Regions from separate parts of the Mus musculus genome. Here region 2 is linked to region 1. Evidence: chromatin contacts called from public promoter capture Hi-C data. All regions are on one chromosome and are shown on one strand. Each heading gives the region's core, a stretch centred on a gene start, on an enhancer-like site or on the middle of the called end of the contact. The rest is flanking DNA. Distances are from core to core; before and after follow the strand shown. Region 1 overlaps Acss3 (acyl-CoA synthetase short-chain family member 3). Region 2 holds the start of Lin7a (lin-7 homolog A (C. elegans)).

Evidence for each region. Promoter capture Hi-C pulls out the DNA fragments that hold promoters and counts their contacts.
Region 2: a promoter capture Hi-C map of liver shows a contact between it and region 1. The contact joins the promoter of Lin7a here to the enhancer-like site in region 1. A contact is called at or near these places in 9 of 39 promoter capture datasets (cranial neural crest, embryonic stem cells, frontonasal cranial neural crest and 5 more), 5 of 484 Hi-C or Micro-C datasets (cerebellar granule neurons, cerebral cortex, liver and 1 more), 7 of 115 datasets of contacts at active chromatin or transcription factors (embryonic forebrain, embryonic hindbrain, embryonic stem cells and 4 more) and 1 of 9 other capture datasets (embryonic stem cells).

What each region holds. Positions count from the first base shown.
Region 1 is chr10:106,953,338-106,959,554 of GRCm38.p6, reverse strand. All of the region lies in intron 11 of Acss3 (acyl-CoA synthetase short-chain family member 3), which reads left to right. Among named protein-coding and RNA genes, the nearest start is that of Acss3, 170 kb to the left of the region's middle. Within about 2 kb of position 2,409, at least 3 of the 459 cell types and tissues checked have an H3K27ac peak or open chromatin away from gene starts, as enhancers often do. A contact at or near this core is called in liver, where this site is marked.
Region 2 is chr10:107,267,264-107,273,827 of GRCm38.p6, reverse strand. Lin7a (lin-7 homolog A (C. elegans)) reads right to left here and starts at 1,997. Exons shown (of 6, transcript NM_001039354.1): 1 at 1,886-1,997. The coding sequence starts at 1,967.

The DNA.
Region 1 (6,217 bases), core at 1,160-3,659:
TATCCTACCCTAGAAATAATCCCAGCCATATTTATTGCTGTTCTACTCCCTATAGCAAAGAGCTATAATCAACCTAGTGGTAGATCAACAGATGAATGTTTAATGAAAGTTATGCAAATACTCACATACACACTCACACATACTGTAAACTACAAAAATAGCATAATTCTTTAAATCGGAATCCTTGTCTTTATAGATCTGGTTATAATATGATCTGCTGCGGGAAGAATGGAGAGAGAGCAGGGCTTGCTAGAGAAAATAAAGGCCAATTTGTGGGTGGATGCTAACTTAATTTATAAAAGTACACGGTTTTTGGAACTTTAAAAATCTCTCTAGCAGCATACACATTTATATAATCTAGCTTGAAATGAGTCATCTCTATCAAACATGATGTTTTTTCATGCTCTCTGAGGTGAGATTTGAGGCTTCTATGGTTTTAAAGCATTTATATGTTCCCTCTTTCTAATTACTGAGGGAGAGCTTTGCTCTGCATAAATCCAGAAGAGGTAAAATACAGTAGTGTCATTCATCAGCTATAATTCTTCCTTATGGCTATTACTGTTATTTAAGTCCTTGAAGATAAAACAGTGTTGGCCTAAAATCATTTCATGCTTAGCCTGATGCCTGGAGGAGTGGATGGTATTTTCCCTCTGTATCCACTTAGATTTTAATAGATTGTGAGTTCTAGATTTTACTCTAAAGTTTCAATGTGTCAAGGCATGGTGGAATTTGATCTCTTCTTTTGCTTAATGATGAAACAATGTATTTGAAAATAAACTATATAACTATATTATATGTGGACAATAGAGTCCTTCAGAAAAATGAGCACAAGGATATCTCTCTTTTTTCTCGTTAACAAAAGAGCTTTGGGAGATTTTTGTTAATAATTTATTTTTATCCATAAAGGAGAAAGAAACTTCTAGATTCACATTTCACTAGCCATAACAATCAATTCTTCAGCTGGGAACATTTGTGTAGTCTAGTGCCTGCATAACTTGTATTTGTAGGGGTTTTATTTTTTTAAATAAGACCCCTCCCTAAAACTTGTTTATACACCTCTTGTTTTAAAAACAGTATTATGTATGTATGGGGTTGGGGAGTAGAGCAACCAAACATAAACCCCAAAACCTTGTGGTAATCTTAGGTTCTTCCATTTGCTGTATACGAATTATAGCATTCTAGAAGTCATTTCTTTATGGGTGACTTCATCAGAGAGCATTGGCGATGTCCCAACTCCCGCGGGCCCCAGAATGAAATAAACAGGATCCCTGTGTCCTTACTGTTTAATGGTAATTACTTTCATTTATAGGATTTGCATTTCTCTTAGAAGAGAAAACTTCACATCCACGTGGTTGTTAGAAAATTCTTTTGATTTTGAAGCCTACTGCAGCCAGTTAATTTACTGCGGCAGTTATGGTGTGTGAGTAGCTATGAATACAAAATGCTCATGAATTTTAGAAGGGGCTCCTGTAATTGCATCGAGAGTTCCAATGTGCAGAAATAAAACTGTGAGTCGGTAATTTCCAGACAACAGACCGCAGTGCCTTTAAGATTTTAACTGCAATTGCCTCCCTTCAAAACACCGGGCTCACTGTTATTAAAGCCATTGGTCTTCGACTCTTCCCCTCTCAGGGGCATCCATTTTTTTCTGACCAGGTCTATTGCTTCTATGGAAAGTACGGCTTGCCCGCTCCCTGATGTTTTCTCCTGACCTTGTCCCGGGGCAGCGGTAGGATGGCAGCGAATTGTGTGGAGTTGTCCAAACGGCTTTGCGTTCACTGTCTGCCAATTTCTCGTTCTACAGATATCGAACTCCTGACATTTAATGATGTTTGTTCACATCGTGACAGTTTCACACCAGCTACTTATTTATTGGGCTCCCATCTAGGGAAAGAGGGGAGAGTGTTTACTTTTGGGGACATCTCCCGACTAAGAACAAGTATGCCACAGGGTTATCTGCTTTCTCATAAATCCCAAATCTTGGTTTTAGTATGATCTTTTTTGCCTGGTAATAATACTGTGAGGGAGATTAAGAGAGACATCGCATCCTCAATTTTGACATATAAAACAAACAGTAGTATCAAGAGTATCATAGCCGGAATCCACGCAGTCTTTCCTTCATCCAGAGAGCAGGAAATGTTCTGGGACCTGTCTTTTAGGAATACAAAGTAACTTTGTATTGAAATCTGAAGAAACACTACACTCTAGACCACTGCAGGCACTACCAAAGGGACAAACATCGTGTTTCATTCCAGAATTCTTCAGGAAATAGGGATAAGGTCTGCATTCTGAAGCCCAGGGTTTCTGCATAGAATAGAGAATAAAGTTTATAGTTCAAGAGGAATGGTAGGCACCAGGAAGCTCTGCATTTTCGATAACTTGGGACTTTGCTCCTGTATCTGGCAAGTGACTATCTTGTCTTGTTTTTTAATGATTTCATAACACTCTGGTCTCCTCACATACAGGCATTGTTGCTGCCGTGGCTATTTCTTTTCCCATTCAGTGTGGTCTCTTTGAAAAGGGTATTATCTAAACTGAACTACTAATTTAAAATTAGAGAAAAAAAATCTAATTTCACTCTGCTTGCAAAAGCTAAGGAAAGTATTATAGGGGAGTAGAATTTGAAGGATGAGACTAGGAACTAGCAAGATCATTTGAGTATTTTTACATCTTTCATTTCTTCCAGCCCAGCTTACTGTGTTCATTTTGTATAATATCAGAAAAAGACCACATTGTACCATTATTTCAGAGGGAAGACTTGCTCTTCATGCTAGATAGTACTTAAGATATAATACAGTCAAAGTGCTTGCTTGGAATATTGCCAAAAATGTTGTCTCTATCTTGTCTGCATTTAATTTCTCTATTTATCATGTGTCTATTTATTTATCTATTATCATATATATGTATGTATCTGTCTGTCCCTCTATCTGAATGTGTGTGTGTATATATATATATATATATATATATATATATATATATATATATATATGAACATGATATATAGGTGTATATGTGTGTGTTTGTGTGTATATGTATGTGTGTGTGTACATATATCACAAATATTTTCAACTCTGAAACTTTTCTGCTATGCTTTTCTCTAGTGTCATAATGGGTCTATGGGTCTTACCTCAAAGTTCTCTGTTTAAACACCTTTTTAATATTCCAGAGAAAGTCATCTGAATTTATATTTTTAGCAACCCACCCTGCTAGTGAACAGCAGAGAGCACTCCACTCTTTTATCTTTAAAGAATGTTGAATTTGTGAAGAATTAAGTTGTTTTCTTGAGGTGTTTTGCTGACTTGAGATAGCTCTAGTTGTCATTTCTAGCAACACACATCTATTTCCAGATAAAAATTTCATTCTGGAAGTCTCTGGAAGTACAGAGTGCAAATAACTGCTGTAAAGCATTCTTTTCAAAGTATCTTGGGTAATTGCATTTTACATTACTTGATGGCGAAGGCACCATTAACTCTAGCCTTCCTGCTATTTGTGTTTTTAAATATTAATTTTTTACACTTCACTTTATGCCAGGATCTCCATGCATCAGAGATCATATCTTATTCCATTGCATTATTGATGCATGGCGGCACTGGGTGAGCAAAAGCAAGCACTGAAGAAATAGTAAGTCAACTAAATTGAAGAAGAAAATGAATACCTGACTTAACACAAATGGGAATTTGTGAACCAATGTTATAAATGAATGATTACTCTGGCATCATTTTGCTTCTCATATCTTCATTTTCCCTCTACAAACTATTTCCTCAATTAAGCCATTAAGAGGTGCCTCTCCTAGTTAAGTACACTATAAAATCTTTTAAAAAACCATTTGTATTGGTTATTTTATTTGTTTACATTTCAAATGTTATCCCCCTTCCGAGTTTCCACTCCACAACCCCCCCATCCCATCTTCCTCCCCCTACTTCTATAAGGGTGTTTCCTCACCCACTCCCCTCACAACTGATTCACTGCCCTAGCATTCCCTTACACTGGGGCATCAAGCCTTCACAGGACCAAGGGCATGACCTCCCATTGATGCCAGATAAGGCCATCCTCTGCTACATATGTAGCTGGAGCCATGGGGTCCCTGCATGTGTATTCTTTGGTTGGTGATTTACAAATTATATGTATGCATAGTGTAAGCCAGGTATGTTAGCACATGCTTTTAATCTCAGCACTCAGGAGGCAGAGGCAGAGGCAGCAAGGCAGAGAGGCAGAGAGGCAGAGAGGCAGGGAGAGAGGCAGAGAGGCAGAGAGGCAGAGAGGAAGAGAGGCAGAGAGAGAGGCAGAGAGAGAGGCAGAGAGGCAGAGAGGCAGAGAGAGAGGCAGAGAGAGAGGCAGAGAGGCAGAGAAGCAGAGAGAGAGAGGCAGAGAGAGAGGCAGAGAGGCAGAGAGGCAGAGAGGCAGAGAGGCAGGCAGAGGATCTCTTGAATTTGAGGTTAGCTTGGAGTTCCGGGCCAGGCACAGCCATGCAGTTATCTGTCTCATCAAACCCAAACAAACCAAAGGATACAGTCTCCATATATTCAACTCATGCTTTTTCCAGTATATTTCTGTTTTCTGCCCTACATTTCAGAAATGACAATCCTAAGAATCTTCATAATATCTTACTCAGATACTAAGTTTCAACATTAAATGAAGAATCCTACTTGAAAGCAAAGTTTGTCATTCATTTGACCTTGTGGGATGCCCAGTCGCTATTAGTTTTTTCAGACTTCTATAGATACATACTGTACTCTACTAGTTCTTCATTTACCTGAATTGATGTTTTTCTTAAATTTTCTTCTTTCTCTTCCATAAACTTTACCTCGATGGTCCCACTAATTTCTTTTTTCTTTTTTCTTTTTTTTTTGTTTTTTGTTTTTTGTTTTTCGAGACAGGGTTTCTCTGTATAGCCCTGGCCAGGTCCCACTAATTTCTAAGTGTTTTATTCTTCCTGAGCCATTCATGCAGGTTTATTTTCAAACTTATAGACATAGGATTATTATTCTTTTGTGTGTGTGCATGTCAATCCAGGGCTGCCCTTAAAGTACTCCTTCTAAGGGTTTGAATTACAGACATCATTCACACTACCTCAACAGGCATGGCTTTATCAACACTGTAAATGACAGCTCTGCTTTTTCAGTGTGAAAGTCAACTTTGCCATCTCTGTACTCCCCCAGTTAAATGAAACACAAGGAAAGAGAAGTTTTTGGTCCAAATAGGAGGCTGACACATAATTCATGGTATTCTCCAGTAGTGAGGTTTATTAAGATGGAAGGGCCTCAAGGCAATGAATCAAGCTTCAAGGTGAGAGGGAAAGTGTTAGATCAAGGCAAGATGATATATGTGACGATCTAACATGATAGGGTCTTAAAGGGAAGGAATGAAGGAGCATCATTATAATAAGAGATGAGCAAGGTTTGTGTGTGTGTGTGTGTGTGTGTGCATGTGTGCTGGTGGAATGTGAGGAAGCTGCACAAATGCTTATGAAACAGAATTTTGTGTTTTGTATAGATACAGTAAGAAAAACAATTATTTAACAATATGCTCCTTAGTATGCAAAGTCTCATGATGGAGAATGCATGCGTAGGTAGCTGGCCCACACTCCTGTGTTCCAATACTCTATTATCCTTACAGCGGTTTGGATATTGGTCATCATCTATTATCATAGCTTTACTTTCTTCTTTTTCCTGCAATGTAATAGAGAAGTTATTTCTGAAACTCATGTGTCTGTACAAAAATGTCATGAAGAAGGTTAGAAGGGGCTTTGTATCATGAGATTTTTTTGTGGGAGCAATTGAAAATGACCTCTTCAGTGTTCTGCCCCCTGTTGGAGTTATTCTCATTTATTTATAGATAATCTGCTTCACTCATTATTGTTGTTCCTCATGGCCCTTTTTGGGATGTGATTTTCCACTTAATGTCTGTTTTGCTTTTCTCCTTCTGGCATCTCCATGATACCCTTAATTTGATTATTAGAAGTTGTTCTGTTCGTTTTATGTTTCGGTCGTTTAAAATTGACTTTTACTTCTATTTGCAAAACGTTACCACGCTGATCAAGAACAAACTGATGAAGCAAAATGATTTTCATGGTGTTATAGAAGAATTAGCATAGTAAAGTCATTTGAAAGGGCCTAGGGGGGTTATCACCTTTCAGCCTGCTGCCTTTAAACAGATATAAGTGATGAACAGTAATGGTTTTAAGGGCTACAGGGGTAGCAATGAGTCAGCATTTCTG
Region 2 (6,564 bases), core at 748-3,247, 310 kb before region 1:
AGTGGTTCAATAATTCAGATGTTCCCATAGATAACCTGACTGGGCTTCCTTTGTTACTTACTCTACAGATCTAATCACAGAAGGACAGGTACCCTCTGAATATAAACAAGAACACACTTTAAATCTTGGTCTTCTCTAGATAGCTGACTGGGGTGTCCAAGGGCTAAGATAAACTTCCCCAAAGTGGACTAGTTGCATTGCTAATAGTAGTGGTGGGATGTAAATTTGCTTGAGTATGTTGTCTTCTTGGAGTGTTTGCATCTAACATAGTTAGAACTTGGGTTGTTTAATATAGTTAAACTTGGGGTGTTTAATGACTGTAATTCAGTAATGGGACAATAGAAGAGCTCATCACATTAAAACAGAAATAACTTGGGAAACCCATCGTTTTTAATAGCCTGCCATCTGTTTGGCTCTTACCAGCAATGGATTTATCCTGCTTAGTACAGATGATATTGGGACTAAAATCATAGATTATACGACGGACTTCTGAGCTCTTTACTCTTATTAATCTGTAAACGAACATTTCCCAACATAAAAATCAATTATTTTTCAACTCTTACCCTAAGTAAGGTTGCTATGGGCACCGCATAATATCCGTTCTGGCACCAACAGATTGAGTTAAAGTCACCAGAGATCTCTCCACATTAAGAACCTCAAATACAGTTTACCAGCTTTGCCACTGTGCTCGCTGTACGATGCTCTTTTTGCTTTGCTGGGCCGCTAGTTTAATCCTCCAGAAAGAGAAATTTTAGAGGGACAAGGACTAAATCATTTTCTTCTGAGCACAGCATTTTCAAATGACTGCACCGGGTCCTAAGCCCCGCCGCTGCGGACCCAGAGCTAGAGGTGCCCTCTCTCTGCAGAGCTGGGGACTCTGGAGCCCTAATAACTAACTGGACCTGGTGAGGCAGAAAGGAAACTCCCATCCACCGCCAGGTACTACTCGGGTGCACTCAGCAGGGCCCGATCCTAGAGAAAGGTTTGGAAAGGTTTGGAAAGGTTTGAGCAAAAGCTCTTTCCGTTTCAGCCAAAGAGTAGGACGCACAGGTCACAGGCTAGAAGTTAAACAGTTACCCAGCCTGCGCTTTGTCTCCGCGCCTTCTGCAGCCCAGGCACTGAGGTACACTTGACTGGTGAAGAACAAGGTTTGCTGGAGCAGGAGACAGGAGTTGCTACCTCCCTGGAACTGCAGGCTGAGGGAGTACCAAGACCAGAGCCGCAGCTCCGAGCGGGAAGCTGGAGCCAAGCCGGCTCGGCTCCGGATGCGGTGTCCCTGAGCCAGCGAAGGTTGCCCGAGCTCTGCTCTGCCCTTTCGCCCGAGGGCAGCGCCCTAGCCAGGCAGTCCCGCGGCTTTGCACCCAGCTTCCCAGCCAAGCGCCCTGCCGCCCTGGGGCGATCTCCCAGTCACAACAGCTGCACAGACCCCTCATCTCCAGCGCGGGGACAAACTTCCTCCCTTCGGGTCCCCGCGCCGGCAGTTGGCAGCTAGCTTCCCCACTGGTCCCTTAGCAAGCTCTGGCTGGGAGAGCTTTCTCTGCCCCTCTTCAACCTCCAGTCACCAGCGCTCAGCGGTCCCGGCGCATCCTCTCCAACAAAGCCGGGGCCCGGAGGCGACCCGGCGAGGGACCGAGACTGTCAGCTGAAACATTCGAGCCCTGGCAAGCACCTACGCCCCGGAGAGCGCAGCAAGAAGGGGCAGCGGGGACCAGGAGAGGAGAGAGGGGAAGAAAGTGTCCTGCTCCGGGCGCGAAACCCTCCTGGGCTGATCCTCCTCCCCCAGCTGCCCCTGCCCGAGCGCATCCTGCCTTCCCTGTGGGACTGGGCAGGGCGGAGGGCGAAGCGGTGCGGACTGTGTGGCCTGACGGACCAGCCGCTCCCTTACCTCTGTCCAGAGTAAGCGGCTGGACCACTGTCAATGTCGCCATGTCTGCCGTGGGAGCCGAAGTGACGCTCGGCTTCAGCATCAGCAACCGCTTGTAGTGAGAAAAAGAGGAGGAGATTGGGGGCGGGGGTGGAGAGGGAAGACGGAAAGGAGGGGGAGGAGGGGGAGGCAGGAAGGTGGTGATGGAGGAGAAGAAAGCTCGGGTGGGTTGGTAGCCAGATGGAGACTCAACTGTTCCGCCGCGGCGAATCTTCAGTGCGGCGCCAAGCAGGGCAGGTAGCCGCGAGCGCCTGCCTGGCCAAGGAGCTGAGAAAGGAACGCTCAGCCCTAGAACTTTGCTCGCCCACCCGTCAGTAGCTCTGGGTGGCTGTAGCAGGTTTGCTGTCTTTCAACTTTCCACCTAAGCATAATGGTCAGAATGCACTCGAACCCAGAAGAAGAGGACTCAGAAACGGGAGAGAGACAGACAGGGGTAGAGAGGTGGGGGGACAGAATTCTTTTCAGATTAAGAAAAAATTTCAACCTCCCTTTCCACATCCCTTTCCAGAGGAAACGCCACTAGCCGTGGGAGATGTTGCTATATCATTGTAGTTGCTGTTAATTTCTGTTGAAGCTTTTTGTTTAGAACGTCCACTCTCAACAGCACAAGGTAACCGACTGAGGGCCAGGCAGGGTTCTGTTAAGTCAGTGTTCGTTTAGGACCTGGGTACATTGCCTAGGAAAATGACTTGCCTTTACAAGCAAACTTCCTTAAAAGGTTCTGAAATAAAAAACGAGTTGCTGTCAGTGAACAGTATTTATCAGGGACCCTCTCCTGTTAATCTGGAAGAAACTTGTATTCAGAGGTGCTATTTATTAATTAGCATGCATGACAAGAGTTGAGCCACGGATGTTTGGTGCCATTTGCTACATCTTAACCTGGGGATTCACTTTTGTTTTCTTTCTCTGCATCCTCCGAATTACAGGTAGATAATGTGAAAGGCCTTATTTCTGAGTCAGTAGATCACAGTTCAGTTCCTGGAGCCTTCAAATACTGACTATGAGCCTTAATCCCAACTTTCACTAAATGTTCACCAAGCCTCATTTCCTTATCAAACCATGAAGAAACATGGAGAAAGATCCTCTGGGCTTTACCGAGATTGGTGGACACAGAGCTGAGATGGCGATGCTGCCCTCCCTGTGACAGCTAAATCATCCTTGTGACCCAGAGACCCTCAGAGGTAGACCCACTGGGTTGCAGAGTATTTGCGTATGACCAAATGCTACGTTCTTCTAATGAGACTAAGAGGTGAGAAAGCTCAGAAATTCAGCAGGAATTGAAAAGTCAAAGATGACTGACCATCTAACTATGCAACAGATCATTGGATACATGCTGAACGTAGTCTTTCAATGTAGTCATCTTCTAAGAGTTTTAAGTTTAAGAACTTTAACCATGAAATTCAACTTTTCACAGCTCCCAGGATCTGACAAACTTGCAGTCCCTTGTGCATCCGCAGTTTCTTCATCCGTCAAATGAGGGACCAGCTTTACTCAATTGAAAAGTGATCAGATAATAGGAGGAAACTGATAGTAATTTGCAAGGTCTCTGCTGTTTCTGAGCTTTTGATAGAAAAGAATATATTTCCAAGATCATAAACATACAAATAACGTTATATGGACTGAGTGGGATATGTGTGTGTATATATATATATGCATATGTGTGTATATATATATATATATATATATATATATATATATATATATATGAATGATATATTTGTAAACAATTAGAGAAATAGAGACCATAATTAGATAAGAGGGGGCAGCATCAATACATAGAGAAGATTAGAGGTAGGAATCAGGGAAATTATGTAATTATACTTTAAAAATGAAGGAGAATAAAATGAAAGGATATACTCTTTCATGCTGCAGAGATGGCACAATGGTTAAGAACACATGTTGCTCTCTCGGAGGACTCAAGTTCAGTTCGCAGTGCACAGATGATTCCTAGCTCTGTCCTTCTGACTCCACCTCCAGGGTTCTTTGATACCTCTGGCTGCCTCAGCCACTGGCACCCTCATGAACAAACCCAAACAGACACATAATTAACGGTAAAATACACCTTAAACCATGAATTTTTTTTTAGAGCAGTAGACTATATACATTTATTAACATAAGCTACCAATTATGTATTTATTAATGTTTTATTAGCTCTTTATTAGTTTAAGGACTATACTAGGTAAGGACTAGCTATGCAAAGGTTGACAAGATTTAACCCTCGTTCTTCTACTTAGACCTTGATATGTGACAAGCAGTGAACAAGGAGTAGGATCCTGGGCAGGAAGTTCTCTAAGTGCCACAGAAAGAAAGCATTGCAAGCGAGGTCATCATCAGTAGACACACACCCTAAAGGAGGCCAGAGGAAGAAGAAACCCAACTGTTTGTCTTGATAGTAGAATGTGTTTCAAGGCTTTACACAAAATATCAAAGTTAATCCAGTAACCGAGGATGGAAAAAATACCAGGCCCTTGGCCAAAAATGTAATACTTTAAACATAATTTGTGATATAAAATTTGTGCACCAGCAACTGGATTCATCTATCCAAAACCCTTAATTGTATCCATTTCCACATAAACTCCAGAGTATAAGATTTATGATGGAAGAATTTTTGATTTTTCTGTTTCCCAATGGTTCTCCGGCAGCAACATTTGATAGTATGTTTCTTATGTTTTGAGGATCTTGTTTGAAAAATGTACTCTGCCACCGGGCAGTAGTGGTGCACGCCTTTAATCCTAGCACTTGGGAGGCAGAGGCAGGCGGATTTCTGAGTTCAAGGCCAGCCTGGTCACAGAGTGGGTTCCAGGACAGCCAGAGCTACACAGAGAAACCAGGTCTTGACCCCCCCTCCCCCCAAAAAAAAGAAAGAAAAGAAAGGAAGGAAGGAAGGAAGGAAGGAAGGAAGGAAGGAAGGAAGGAAGAAGGGAAGAAAGAAAGAAACTGTACTCTGTCATGTTTCTTTTATGTTGTCTCCTTTTTCTTTCTTCAAGACCTATAAGAGGAAGCATCATTCAAGAGATATCCATAGTTATTATTTCTAGTATTGATAAATTCAGTATCTTTAGCTTATGTTTAAACACTGGTAGAGAAGTATTAACGAGTCAACATGCATACTCTCCTGTTTTCATTAAATATATTTGTGGACTAGTATTTGACACTGTCATTCTGAGATATGGGGAGTCACAGCAAAGTGTCCTAAATTTCTTCTTGTGCTTGCATATTTGTACCCATACATGATTGCCTGGTCACTGAAGTTGCTAACTTCATGCTTCAACAGAGTCAGAGTGCTTGGCTTATTCACATACTATTTCTTTTTTATTTCTATTAGAGTTGTTGAAATATATGCAATTACATTTTAGTCTTATCCGTTTGTTTACCCAGTCACTATATTATTTCCTTAGAAGGCGTATTAGTGATTTAATTTACTGGTAACACATTTTCAATAGAATTAATTTAATTTCATAAATACCTTATTAGTCATCTCATATGTTCAAGGATTGGGAGTGTATTTGATATTCTCCCAGTCTTTCCAGTCCAGAAAAGTAGCTTATTTTCATTCCATTTTGGAGATAAATAAACTAAGACTCAGAGATACTGAACCATTTGACCTGGTAACATTAGCACCTATCACCAGGAGTGCCTATGTTTTAGGGGAAGAAAAGCTAACACTTTACCTTGTTGAATACTTAGTGTTTCAAACATTTATTTCAGAATCACGGGTGCTAGTCTCACTCACTGTCCCTCCTTACCCCTGCTAGCACTAGCCACTAGCCACTCTTCACATTGCTGGAGATAGAGTCAGAGGCAGGAACTTGTGGAGGCAAACATTCTGTTTCCAATGTAAACCACTACAGCTAATAATAAAACAACTGTCTGCTTTGAAATATAAAATCTGTTCTTGCTAGAAACTTCATTCAGAGCTAGTTAAATCCTCTTCCCTTAATTGAATCTTTTTAAATTACATGGCAGAATCCAGAAAAGGTTTGCAAAAGGCATTAGCATACCAAGAAAATATGTTTAGCCAAGTTTTAAATAGAGTATAACAAGCACAGTTTCATATGAGAAAAACAGCACCTTCTCAGTGAAACTCTATCAGCCTGAGTGTTAGGAATTATTTTTGACTGATTCAAGGTATCACCATAGATTTCCTAACTCATATAGCCTTGTCAAAAATGGCATTAAATTAAGAGGAAGAATCAACCAGTACTTCATTATGTAAATGTGTTAAACTCATCATTAGAAAACTATGTTTGTTTATTTTGCGTTAGTCATGATTTGCTCATTGCTTTAACAGAACCTTTGTATTCTTACTGCATGTTAAACATTGTTCTATGCACTTGAGGTCATGAACTATATGAAACAATAAATTAGAAACTAAATACTGGGTAGAGAATGAAAAAGCTGGCAATTAGAATCCATCTAGAATAACTTTAGGTTCACTAAGGACCAAGGTACAAAATATAACATCCCAGAGAAAAAGTGAGCCAAGCCCAAGAGGTAGATAGATATACTTGAATAAATTAAGAGTTTGTCATAGACTCTCAGAAAACAACAAGCCATTGAGAGCTAAATAGTGAAAACTCATGTAATTAACAGAAATACAATGAATCTTTCACTTCATGCCTATTATAAAAGAAACTACA